Regions from separate parts of the Mus musculus genome. Here region 1 is linked to region 2. A link is a contact called in public Hi-C data. All regions are on one chromosome and are shown on one strand. The core of a region is the stretch at or near the end of the contact, and the rest is flanking DNA. Distances in the headings are between cores, read along the strand shown.

The links. A called contact is a pair of places that touch in the nucleus more often than the background predicts.
Region 1: a contact with region 2 is called in a Hi-C map of cortical neurons, with 2.0 times the contacts expected there. A contact is called at or near these places in 1 of 484 Hi-C or Micro-C datasets (cortical neurons) and 1 of 9 other capture datasets (embryonic stem cells).

Annotation. Positions count from the first base shown.
Region 1 is chr19:31,176,131-31,182,496 of GRCm38.p6, reverse strand. The region is part of intron 3 of Prkg1 (protein kinase, cGMP-dependent, type I); the gene reads left to right. Among named protein-coding and RNA genes, the nearest start is that of 8430431K14Rik, 37 kb to the left of the region's middle.
Region 2 is chr19:30,956,858-30,962,505 of GRCm38.p6, reverse strand. All of the region lies in intron 4 of Prkg1 (protein kinase, cGMP-dependent, type I), which reads left to right. Among named protein-coding and RNA genes, the nearest start is that of Cstf2t, 120 kb to the left of the region's middle.

The DNA of each region.
Region 1 (6,366 bases), core at 262-2,761, 220 kb before region 2:
AATGGAAATGCTCAAAATTGCTTTCTTAAATTATTTAGATATATGAGGGAAAATGGTAAGATAAATTTGATAAAAAAAAAAACTAGAAGAAACCACATCCATAAAGTATTAATAACCATATATCAGTTAAAGGCAACATGACATCACTGTGAGAAAACACACTACATTGGCCTTAAATAAGAGGGTCTCTCATTGTTTATTTTTTTTTCTGCTTTGGATAAGGTGCGGTGCTAACCACAAAAGATAAACAGTTCTTTGCTCATAAAGAACTTACCATCTGGAGTTCTAACTTATCAGCATTTGAAACTAGGCTGCAGTAAGTCATTCAGGCTCAGCCAACAGCACCTCCGTCTTTCTAGCCTTCTTATCTATCACCTGTCCTGCATTCACTCAATAGAAGCTGACCAATTGAGTTTTCATTTTCTTTGAATGTGGATCCTCAATGAAAGAGTCCATGGCCACAAGCCACATGATGTTGAATATAAGTGGAGCATGGCATCTTCAATGCCTCTGAAGTGCTGAAATCGGTAAATAATAGTTGAAGATACTTTGGGTGGTTGACTAACAGACAGATGGTCACTTTATGTAGTATAATTGTTTCTTCCAAATGAAATCTTAGGTTGAAGTAGAAACAACTGTGAGACATACATAATAAGAATTTGAAGGGAAGGCTTAGGCCAGTTCCAGAGGATCTTTGAATTTGCCCTGGGATGAGAGGAAAAGATATTCTGAAGCAGAAAGAGCATCGTATGCCAGAGTTGAGAGCTGAGATAAACTGATAAATATGTTTGTTCTCAGGCAACAAGCTGGATGAAGTGGAGGAATAGAAGGAGGTTGGTAGGTCTGTCCTTGAAAAAAAAGATGGTTAACTCGCCAGCTTAATTTTTTGTGAGCTTTGTTGTAGCACTGATAAACTGTTTCTGTCTCGAAGGTTGCCATCACTGGATAGACAAGCTACCCTCTTCCCTGAGGAAGATTTGTCATTATGTGAGGGAGCAGGGCATGGTGACTTCTAGGACAGGAAGTTGGTGTTCGTAGTAGCTAAGGCTGCTGTTGAAATACACTACAAACATTCAAAATGTCAGCCCTGCCTCGTTTAAGAATCCACTTCACACACATTCTTTTAGGTCTTTCCAACCCCATCCCAACTACTTGTTACTATTTTTATTTGTTGTAGTTTTTTAACCATAGGGATCAAAATTTTGTTCTTATGAACTAATTTTGGTCTTTCTGGTTATTAGCAGATATCACAAAACCTGTCATTCCTTGTCACCATAGCAGCTGTATGTCATTAGGATCCCCTAGGGGAGAGGGTGAGGCAGGGGTGGGGTGGGGTTTGGGGATCTTGTTCTAATAAATCAGAGGATATGTCCTGATTAAAGCAAGAGAAATAAACCTTCCTCCCCCCCCCCAGACATATTTTTGTAATAGTCTTTTACCATCATAACCTTCAGGCTACTCTCATGCAAATCTGTTTCTGTAGAGCCATATTTTGGTTGCTATAACAACTTGATGTAGCTCTTGAGGAGCTCCTCTTGCTTAAGGTTGCTTTTTTTAAAAGTTGGGGTTGCCATGGCTACGAGATGCTGTTTTATTTTCAGCAAGCTTTTTTCCTCTTTGTAATTTTGCTTTTAAAATTTGTTATGTATACACACGTATCTGTGCGACTTGAGTTTGCATGCCTTGCAAAAGTACACAGTGCGTTTCAACCCAAGCTCTGAAACACACTCAGACAGGGAGGGCACTTGCTTGTTTGAGGTGCATACTATTATCCTTAAATTGATGTATATACCTTGGGAAGAATGCAGACTAGATGCAGTTTTACATCCTTCAGATTATAGAATTATTTGATGATAGGGTTTCTGCCTTTCTTTCAAAACTTGTTTATCATGGTTTTTTTTTATGGAAAGTTTTTTTTTATTACGTATTTTCCTCAATTACATTTCCAATGCTATCCCAAAAGTCTCCCACACCCCCCCCCCACTCCCCTACCCACCCATTCCCATTTTTTGGCCCTGGCGTTCCCCTGTACTGGGGCATATAAAGTTTGCCTGTCCAGTGGGCCTCTCTTTCCAATTGGACATAGTACTACCAGAGGATCCCACAATACCTCTCCTGGGCATATATCCAGAAGATGTCCCAACCGGTAAGAAGGACAGATGCTCCACTATGTTCATAGCAGCCTTATTTATAATAGCCAGAAGCTGGAAAGAACCCAGATGCCCCTCAACAGAGGAATGGATACAAAAAATGTGGTACATTTACACAATGGAGTACTGCTCAGCTATTAAAAAGAATGAATTTATGAAATTCCTAGGCAAATGGTTGGACCTGGAGGGCATCATCATGAGTGAGGTAACACCAATCACAAAAGAACTCAAATAATATGTACTCACTGATAAGTGGATATTAGCCCAGAAACTTAGTATAGTGAGATATAAGGTACAATTTGCAAAACACATGAAACTGAAGAAGAACGAAGACCAAAGTGTGGACACTTTGCCCCTTCTTAGAATTGGAAACAATCACCCATGGAAGGAGTTACAGAGACAAAGTTTGGAGCTGAGACAAAAGGATGGACCATCAAGAGACTGCCATATCCAGGGATCCATCCCATAATTAGCCTCCAAACGATGACACCATTGCATACACTAGCAAGCGTTTGTTTATCATGTTTTTATGTTATCACCTGTTCTTGTCTCTGCCCTTGGGACGGAGAGTGTGAGAGCCAGTGTGTCTTTGACATGTTCATGCTCATGTTCTACATTGGGCTGATCATATTCTACACATTGTTGATTAGGGCATTGTTATATGGTGGATAAGAAGAACATTATTGCTAAGGCCATCCAGAGGCTGTCCCACCTGGGTATCTATCCCATATACAGTTACCAAACCCAGACACTATTATAGATGCCAATAAGTGCTTACTGACAAGAGACAGATATGGCTGTCTCCTGAGAGGCTCTGTCAGTGCCTGACAAATACAGAAGTGGATGCTCATAGCCATCCATTAGACTGAGCACTGGGTCCCCAATGGAGGAACTAGAGAAAGGACCCAAGAAGCTGAAGGGGTTTGCAGTCCCATAGGAGGAAAAAAAATATGAACCAACCAGTACCCCCAGAGCTCCCAGAGACTAAACCACCAACCAAAGGGTACACATGGAGGGACCCATGTCTCCAGCTGCATATGTAGCAGAGGATGGCCTTGTGGGACATCAATGAGAGGAGATGCCCCAGTGTAGGGGAATGCCAGGACAGGGAAGCAGGAGTGAGTGGGTTGGTTAGCAGGAAGAGGGGGAGGAGGGAAGGGGTTTTCGGAGGGGAAATGAGGAAAGGGGATACAATTTGCAATGTAAATAAAGAAAAAATCTAATAAAAAAATATCAATAAAATAGAACAACATTGCTAAAGTTTTCTTTCATTCAATTTTTTTTTTAAAAAGCTAGAAGTTAAGAACCTTTTGCTCTGTTATGAACTCTGTCAGTCAGTTGTCTAAAACACTGCTGACCACTAGTCCATCCAGAGGAATGCCGCTCAACAGAAAACATGGTCAACCACCTAGAAAACCGCAGGCTGAGTTTGTAGCTCAACATGGAGTTCTTGGCTACCATGTACAAGCACTGGGTTCCATCCCCAGCACCACAAATCTAAACCAAAACGCTAGCAAAACACAATAGCAAATACTTTAGTAAAAAAGTTTTAAAAAAAAAAAAAAAGAAAGAAAGAAAGAAAGGAAGGAAGGAAGGAAGGAAGGAAGGAAGGAAGGAAGGAAGGAAGGAAGGAAGGAGAAGGAAGGAATGAATGAAGGAAGGAGGGAGGGAGGGAGGGAGGGAGGGAGGGAGGGAGGGAGGAAGGAAGGAAGGAAGGAAGGAAGGAAGGAAGGAAGGAAAGAAAGAAAGAGAAAGAGAGAGAGAAAGGAAAAGAAAAGGAAAAAGAAAGAAAAGAGAAGAAATTAAAGATCATATCAAAGATGTTTTATTAAAATCTGCATCCTGACTCTTCCGTTATCCTACTCCTAGGTACACAATATTTCAAATGTCCTGGGTGATTTAACCCTGAGATCTAACATAAGAAGAGTGTAGAGTGCATGAGTAAAGGGTTATAATGGTGAAGAGAAATACAGATTTAACAAGAATGCCATATACAGGCAAGAGCATGAACACAAACATGTACAGACACACATGCATACACATATGTGTGTGCTTTCTACATATTTAAAAAAATCCTGCTAGTAATAATTCTTGTTTTAAATTGTTTTTGGCCTGTGAAACTAAGTGAAGAGGTTTTCCAGCCAGAGTCACCTTGTCCTCTGTTCCATGTTTCTCTGTTCCCCCTGGTTTTCTCTTTGACCCTATTGTGCCAAATGTCTCCATTAAATCTCTCTATTGAGAGCATGTATTTAACAAACACAGGAGACATGAAGAAGAGAAATGAAGACCTTCACTTAAAATGGGGTGGATGCTGAACATCCTCTTTCACTGTTCCGTGAAAAAATAATAAAGGAAATTCACCACACAAAAAAATTAAAGTTCATATACTTATACATGTACAATTATTTTAATAATATAGTAGTTCAGTGTGTCTAAAATTTTATCATTTCAATAATAGGTATTTCTAAATTGTTAATTAGATTATCTATGCTATTTCTTTCATCTACAAAATTCTGTGGCTATTTTTCTTTTACGTCATGTTTTATATGAAGCTCGTTTCAAGTGCTCAGCAGACACGTGACTTCCACCATATGAACATGCAGAAGTTTAACTCTCAGTCATAGTGAGTCATTCAGCAGTGGTTCCTACTTATTGCTCACTTACAGGGTTATGGGCCCTTTATGAAATCTCAGGAGTACACAGACGTTAGGGGTGCTGGCTTGTATATTGTCAACTTGACACAGGTACAGTCATCCAGATGAAGACCCTCCTTTGATTGCCTGGAGGCAGTCTCGTGGTTAATGGCTGGTCTGGAATGGCCAGCCCACCGGAGGCACTGACACAACAGGGCAAGTGGTCTTAGGTAACCAGGGTGAGCAACCCAGTAAGCAGTGTCCTCCCATGACCTCTGCTTCATTTCCCACTCCCACCGGCCAGGCTCCTGTCTTGAGTTCCTGCGCTGACTTCCCTTTGTGATGGGCTGTAAGGAGTAAGGCAAATCAAACCCAAGTTCATTTTGGTTAGTGTTTTATCACAACAATGCAAACTGAGCACCTTATGGATACTCTTGAGTAGAGACAGTGAAAGGAGAGAGAACAGTAAAAAGAGAAAGAGCATGGAGCAAGGGGAAGGAGAGGGAGGACCCAGAAAGGAAAAGGGTAAGAAAGATGGAAGAAAGACATGCAGATTTTCTTCTGAATCTTTCCCTGCTGTGTTGCGCCCTCAGCCAGAGTCTTGTCCTATTGGAATTAAAACTGGTGCATAGGCACTGTGTGCTGGGTTTTTTTGTATGGTTAGTCCTCTGCTGTCTTCCCATATCTCAGAGAATACATACAGCAGACCAGGCACGTCCCATAATTGTATTGCATGAATAAGTGAACCTCCTTTCTTGCTGAAGTGTATGATTGAATCCAAGACTAAAATAAATACAATCGCCCTGGGGAAATAAAATAGCAAACTACACATAAATTTTTAGAGAAGTGGGAGGAAGGATGGCTACAGATTGAAAAGGAAGGGATTTCGTGTAGAAGGTAATTTTTCTTTCTCTGCATGTTGTTTTTCTTGCTGATTGAAGATGCTTGTCTATAAGTAGGTAAATAAAAGCATGTGACTGATTGAAATTGTTTCGGTCACACACTGCAGGTGACGCAGCCCAACATCATTGAGGTGTCCAGACCTTTATCACATTGTTGTGCCTTCATCTCTTTCCTGCCTCTTCTCATTTGGAAGAAGCCAAATCAAAGTGGCCCACATGACTCTTTAGCCTGCTCATCCAAGGAAGTTTCTGTTTCCTTTCTAACCGTGTGTCATTTTTTATCACCGTTATTTTAGAAAGAGCAGCTTATTGGGTGACTTTTTTTTTAAAGCTGAGTCACTTTGCCTGAAATGTAGAGGTTTGGATGATCTAATTTGATTTGGAATGAAGAGAGCGGTGCTATAATTCGAGTGGGCTCCTAAATCAGGTCTGCAGTTGGCAATGCGAGTTGTGAATTAAAATGTTTAATAGTGACAGCTCTTCCCACTACAAGAAATTCCACCTAGTGACCATCATTTGTCACAGGTTCTCTGTAGAACCGCTCTTCAGGAATACAACACACTGCCTGGCATCTCATGGTCCTTTGGCCATGTAAATTAGAATTATGTGCAACCTGTCCAACTTTCAGGGTTTAAAATGGGAGGTGATGTGTGGACCATGGCTACGTTAGAGTTCCACTGG
Region 2 (5,648 bases), core at 631-3,130:
GTTCTCTGCAGCTTTGTCAAGCCCTTCCCAAGTCCATACAACCTTATTCCCTCTCTGCTGAGCTAAGACCCCTTGGTCTTCACTTTCCCTGAGAATACTGTAGCCAGTTCTCTGTGACCTCCAGGACCTACATAGATGCGTCTTTTAGTAAAAGTTACCATGTTGGCCTGCTTGTTTGCTCTGATGTTTCCATGACAATGTGATAGTTTTGAGAGCAGAAAAGATGTCTCTTATCTCCATAATCTCTGCTTGGTCTCTGGTACCCTTCAGCAAATACCGACAAGATAAATTAATAGATGAAGATTCCGTTGATTTATGCTGCCTGGCTGGTGGTCCAGTGTTTGAGAGATCTTGGGGGTCCATGTTAACTGAGATTCTTGGTCCTCCTTCAGGGTCCCCCACCTCCCCAGCTTCTTCCCCAGGGAGTTTAGAGGTCTGGTGGGTGGGTGGTGGGGACATCCTTGTGGAGACAGGGGTTGGGGTGAGGAGGAGATATGGGATGTGCAACAGTTGAAGGGTGGGCCAGTAGGGGAGTAAAATCTGGATTGTAAATAAATAAATAAAATATTAAAATAATGGAAAAATGTAAAAAAAATTCCTTGGTTTGTAAATGATGCGTATTAATTTTCAACTCACCCTGAGCTTTTCTGTTAGACAAGTATTTCTAAATGGCACACTGCCCTGTGTGGGATGGGGGTGTTTCTCCAGTTCCTTAAGGCTTGCTGCACTTAATACCATGGCTACTTGGAAAGCCTGAAAACCAAGTTCTTTTCATATAAATGCTCTTGGTGAGTTTGGTATCGATATACTTCATGAAAGTAACTGTAAATATGAAATCATTCATTAGTTGAAAGCTATTGGACAGTGATGGAATATATAACTAATGGGTAAGATTTGGGCGAAAATCAAAAGGTATGGTATAATTTTAGCAATATTTGTGTCTGGAACTTTAAAAAAACATTTTGCCCAAGAGTTTGTAGGAAGATTTCATTGTTTTTGGTTTATTTTGTCAAGAGTACTAAAATGAAGCTGAAAAATTCAGGTATTTCATCACAACTGCTTTGTTCCACATTTTTGCTATTAGGCAGAAAAATCTCTCTAAGAAAGTGTCCTGGAGAGTCAGTGGGATCTATTCTGATGCATGTGTCTCCAGAGGGAGCTTTCTCCCCTGAGCCATAGAAATAGCTTTGCCTCCAAGGCATCCTTCCACAGTGAACTAGCAGCTTCCCTGATGGTGTCTTAAAGTCTCTTTACCTTCTTCTCTCCCTTTAGGGGTAAAAGAAGGGATGTATTTGGAATCTTTTCAGCTTTTTGAGTTCTTGGAATGCACAGGGTATAATTAGGTAATTTCTAGATTACTAATAGCCTGCTGTAGCATGAACCGACTTATCAGGAGAAACATATGAGAAGGAACGTTCTTATAACCATTGACCTAAGGAAGGCTTCCTTCCCTTTTTATTTTTTTCTCTTTGTTTTTTTTTTTTTCAATAGATGCCTGAGTAGGTATTTCAGGGTTGTAATCATGCTTGAAATAAAGATGAAATACACATGGTTGATTTATTAAGCACATCACTTCTCCAGTCCATTTCTGCACTCAACGTTCTGCTGTGTATTTTCGCTTTTACATATAAAGTGATGGGATTCAGTCCAATTAAATACATCTACTCACTCCCCTCATGCCCACCCCTATTGTGTTTGGCAGAAACATTTAATTCAGTGCTCTGTGTGGGGAATGATTCCCGTGTCTGTACTTAAAATAAGAAAGAGACAGAAATGGCAATGGCATGGTCAGCAGAAAATTGTGACTCACTGACTGTACTTCAGAACAGGCTGTGTTTCTGAAAAATCACTCATCTTTGGAGACGTGTATGGAACTGGCAAACAATGTACTAATAGCCAGGCAGACAGCTGTGCTGCGCAGGGGTGTGGTTTTGATTGGGATGTCTATGCTTCTTGGAAGTCATGGCTGTTCAGCAAAACATAAAACCATAAAGGGAAGGGTTGCTGCCTTCCTGCAGCAGGTGCTACCCTGCCTTCCAATGGGGGTCCTGGGGTCAACGTCAGGAATATGTGTCTGTGGCTTCTACTGACCTGGTCCCATGAAGCCACCCTGGAAAAACGTAGGGAATGGCTCCATTTGACTGTCCCTATTAACCAATAGAAATGTCTTCCTGTTTTTTTTTGTTTTTTGTTTTTTGTTTTTCTCAGAAGCAATTCAGTCTAGTGTATAGTTGAGAGATGCCACACACAGGTTTGTTTTGTAATCCCTGGGAGTGTCGCTTCAACGGGCAGAGTTCAGTGAGTGCCATCTCTGGGTTATTCCCAGGCATTTCAGATCCAGTTTTAATTTAGATCAGTAGATCAGGAACAAATAATTTGCCAAATGCAGGTGGCAGACCATCCCTCTTCTCCCTAACGTCCATCTGTGGAGTACTCTGAGACTTTGCTAAAATGATAAATTGATGTGTCTGCTTCGAGGCAGCTTGTTACCAAGAACAGTGGTCTACACAAATGGGAAGTGGCACTCTGCAGCAGGGACCGCAGGTGGGAGCCGATAATAAGGCATCTGTGGATCTTAAGGGGCTCGGAAGCTGCTTGATTTTGTTTTCTGTTGTTTTGTTTTCATATGACCAAGAGATTTCTTGTTAAACTAATGTCCCATTTCCTAAAAGGCATATTGCATCATTATACTTCAAATATGACTGAGAATTCTTTTGATTCTAACACACCTTATAATCATGAATCAGCTAATAACTAACTTTATGAATCCTGCAGTTCCTCTCGAGGTTCGGAGCATAGGTTTGGTTTTTTTGTTTGTTTTTTTTTTGTTTTTTGTTTTTCAGTGGTTTTCTGTGTTCACTGAAGCTGGTATTTAATTTAATTTTTAAAAAAGATTTATTTATTTTATGTCTGAGTACACTGTAGCTGTCTTCAGACACACCATAAGAGGGCTCCAGATCCCATTACAGATGGTTGTGAGCCACCACGTGGTTGCTGGGAATTGAACTTAGGACCTCTGGAAAAGCAGTCAGTTTCCTTAACCACTCTCTTAGTCATCTCTCCAGTCGAAGCTGCTATTCTAAACAGAAGCAAGTGTAATTAACAGCCTGTAACACTCTAGTCAATAAACAGTGTAGTTAAAATACAAACTTTTTGTGGGTAGGAAATAACAGCCTGAATTCTCACATTTCAGAGCAGCAGAGATCTGAGTTCATCTCATCATCTCCTGATCCCCACTGATGAATGGCTTTAGTCAAACTGTCATGTCAAATGTAGGCAAATCCTTCCAGTGGTAAAGAGCTTATCTCCTCTCAAAGAACACTGCAGCAATTTGAGAATGTCTTCTGGTCCTCTTGCAGCCTAATTCCAGGGGGCAAGTCTCTCTGTACCACTTAAAAGTGACTATGGTGTAATTCACGTTACATGTAACAAACATTCATTAAGTATGAACTCTGCTGGAGACCAGGCTCCAGGGATGTGTGCGGAAAGTAGAAGCAAGTACCCTAATTGCTGAGCCAGCCATCTCTCAGCCCCTGATCCCCTGATATAAGATATTTGAAGCGAGATAATTTTCCATTATGATTGATTTTATTCAAACAATAATAAAATAAAATATATAGTTTTCACATTTTGAAACCATATGTGGACTCTTTATAACGATAACAAGCACTTCAAGAGACCTTGTTCAGAGTGGAACACAGATTGGACATGGGTCAGCTGGACTCTTTCATTGTGTAAGTAGTTCCCAAGTCATAATTTGATTCACATGTTCCTGGACTTGCATCCCGTATTTGACGTAATAGTCACAACAGTGTCTGGCTTAGATCCTACAGTTAGCATTCCTGGCAATGGTTTTTCAGTCTACCAGCTACACATGAATGAAGAGGTTAATCTAAGATTGCTAAGGTAGAATTGCATGACTTGTGTTCTCTGAAGGTCAAGCTCCGAGCCAATGGCCTCTCCATCTGACTTATACAAACTTAGCTTAGTGAAGGTAGTCTATTTGCTGCACTAGAAGGTAGCTGGGGCAGAGCGCTCCCTCTTATCCATGTTTCTAGTTACTTCCTTCTAGCTTTTGTGGACGATGCTTATGGCCTTGGTCAGTACTAGCAAGCACACTTCTTGGCACTGGGGTTTTTGATTCGTTACTCATGAGAAACAATGGTTTGTTCTATGTATTTGCGTGGCTTTTGTGCTGATTAGGGATGACTGCAAGAATTTTATGTTAGATTATGAGTTTATGCACACGTATGTGTGTACATGTGCATGCATTTGTGTATAGGTGCATATTGAGTATATATTTGTGTACAGGAAGCTCTTCAAAGGATGACTTCTATAGTGTGTCCTTGTATGTCATATATTTTAAAAATTTTAAATTGTTAAAAGAGCATCATCACATAAAAATTATATGATGGCCTTAAGGAAATATTGCTGCCACATAACATTTTCTCACTTAGTGCTATGTCCAGTTTTTACTCTATACAACATGGGATAATTTTATGCTTTCAATTAAAGATTATAATGTTTATAGAATTTACTTAAAGCTTTGGTGGATATTGAGATCAAATGATCACCATGAATAACACTGTAGTTCAAATCCTCAATAAGTTTTATAGTTGTAAATATTTCAATGTATTTATTTTTATCTGAACTTTAGGGAAACTATTGACTTTCAAAGAATTATTACTTCTTTTAAGAGTTTCATACAACATGCTTTGATCATATCCACTGCCCTCTCCATCAATCTTCTCAGACATACTCCCTCTTTCCATCCAAGTTATTTTTAATCCTTCAAGATCAGTTTGTACTGCCCAAGTATCCTTGGAGATGTGCTTTTCCACTAGAGTACAGTTGACTTGCCAGGGGCTGCACTTAGAAAAAGCTATTTCCCTTTCTCCCAGAAGCTAACAATTGCCAATAGTTCTATGGCTTCAGGTGTGAACCTATCTCCCATCTTCATGTTGAGATGTGGTCTGCTGTGTGTGTACACAGGTGTTTTACATACTGTGTGGCCATGGAGTTTTATATGTGCAGCTGACTTGCTATGTCCAGAAGACAACAGTGCCTTGACATGCGCTCACTGATCAGAAAGTGCTTGATTCCTAATTTAGCTTAAATATTGATTTTCTAATAATTCTAAGTTTTTGAATGGGACAATTTCTCATTACATAGCTTATGTTGGGTGAAAAGTTGAGTATATAGTTCACAGTGGCCTTGAACTCACAGTATGTTCTCTTGCACTCAGCTTCACAAGTGCTGAAGGTACATGCCTGGTACCACCACACCCAGCAGAATTCTTTCTCTATGCATTAAAAAGTTTCACTTCTTTTGTTTCTCAGAGAAAACAAATGACTTCCTTTTTTTTAAATAAAAGAATTATTTATTTTATGTATATGTATACACTGTAGCTGTCTTCATACACACACACCAGAAGATTGCATTGGATCCTATTACAGATGGTTGTGGGCCACCATGCGGTTGCTGGGAATTGAACTCAGGACCTCTGGAAGAGCAGTCAGTGTGCTCTTAACCGCTGAGCCATCTCTCCAGTCCTATTTCCTTTTTTAAGTGCATGATATGAACAGATTGAGTGTCAGGATGGCCAGTCCATTTGTGTCAGCATGTACCAAGTTAAATTGTAGCAATTT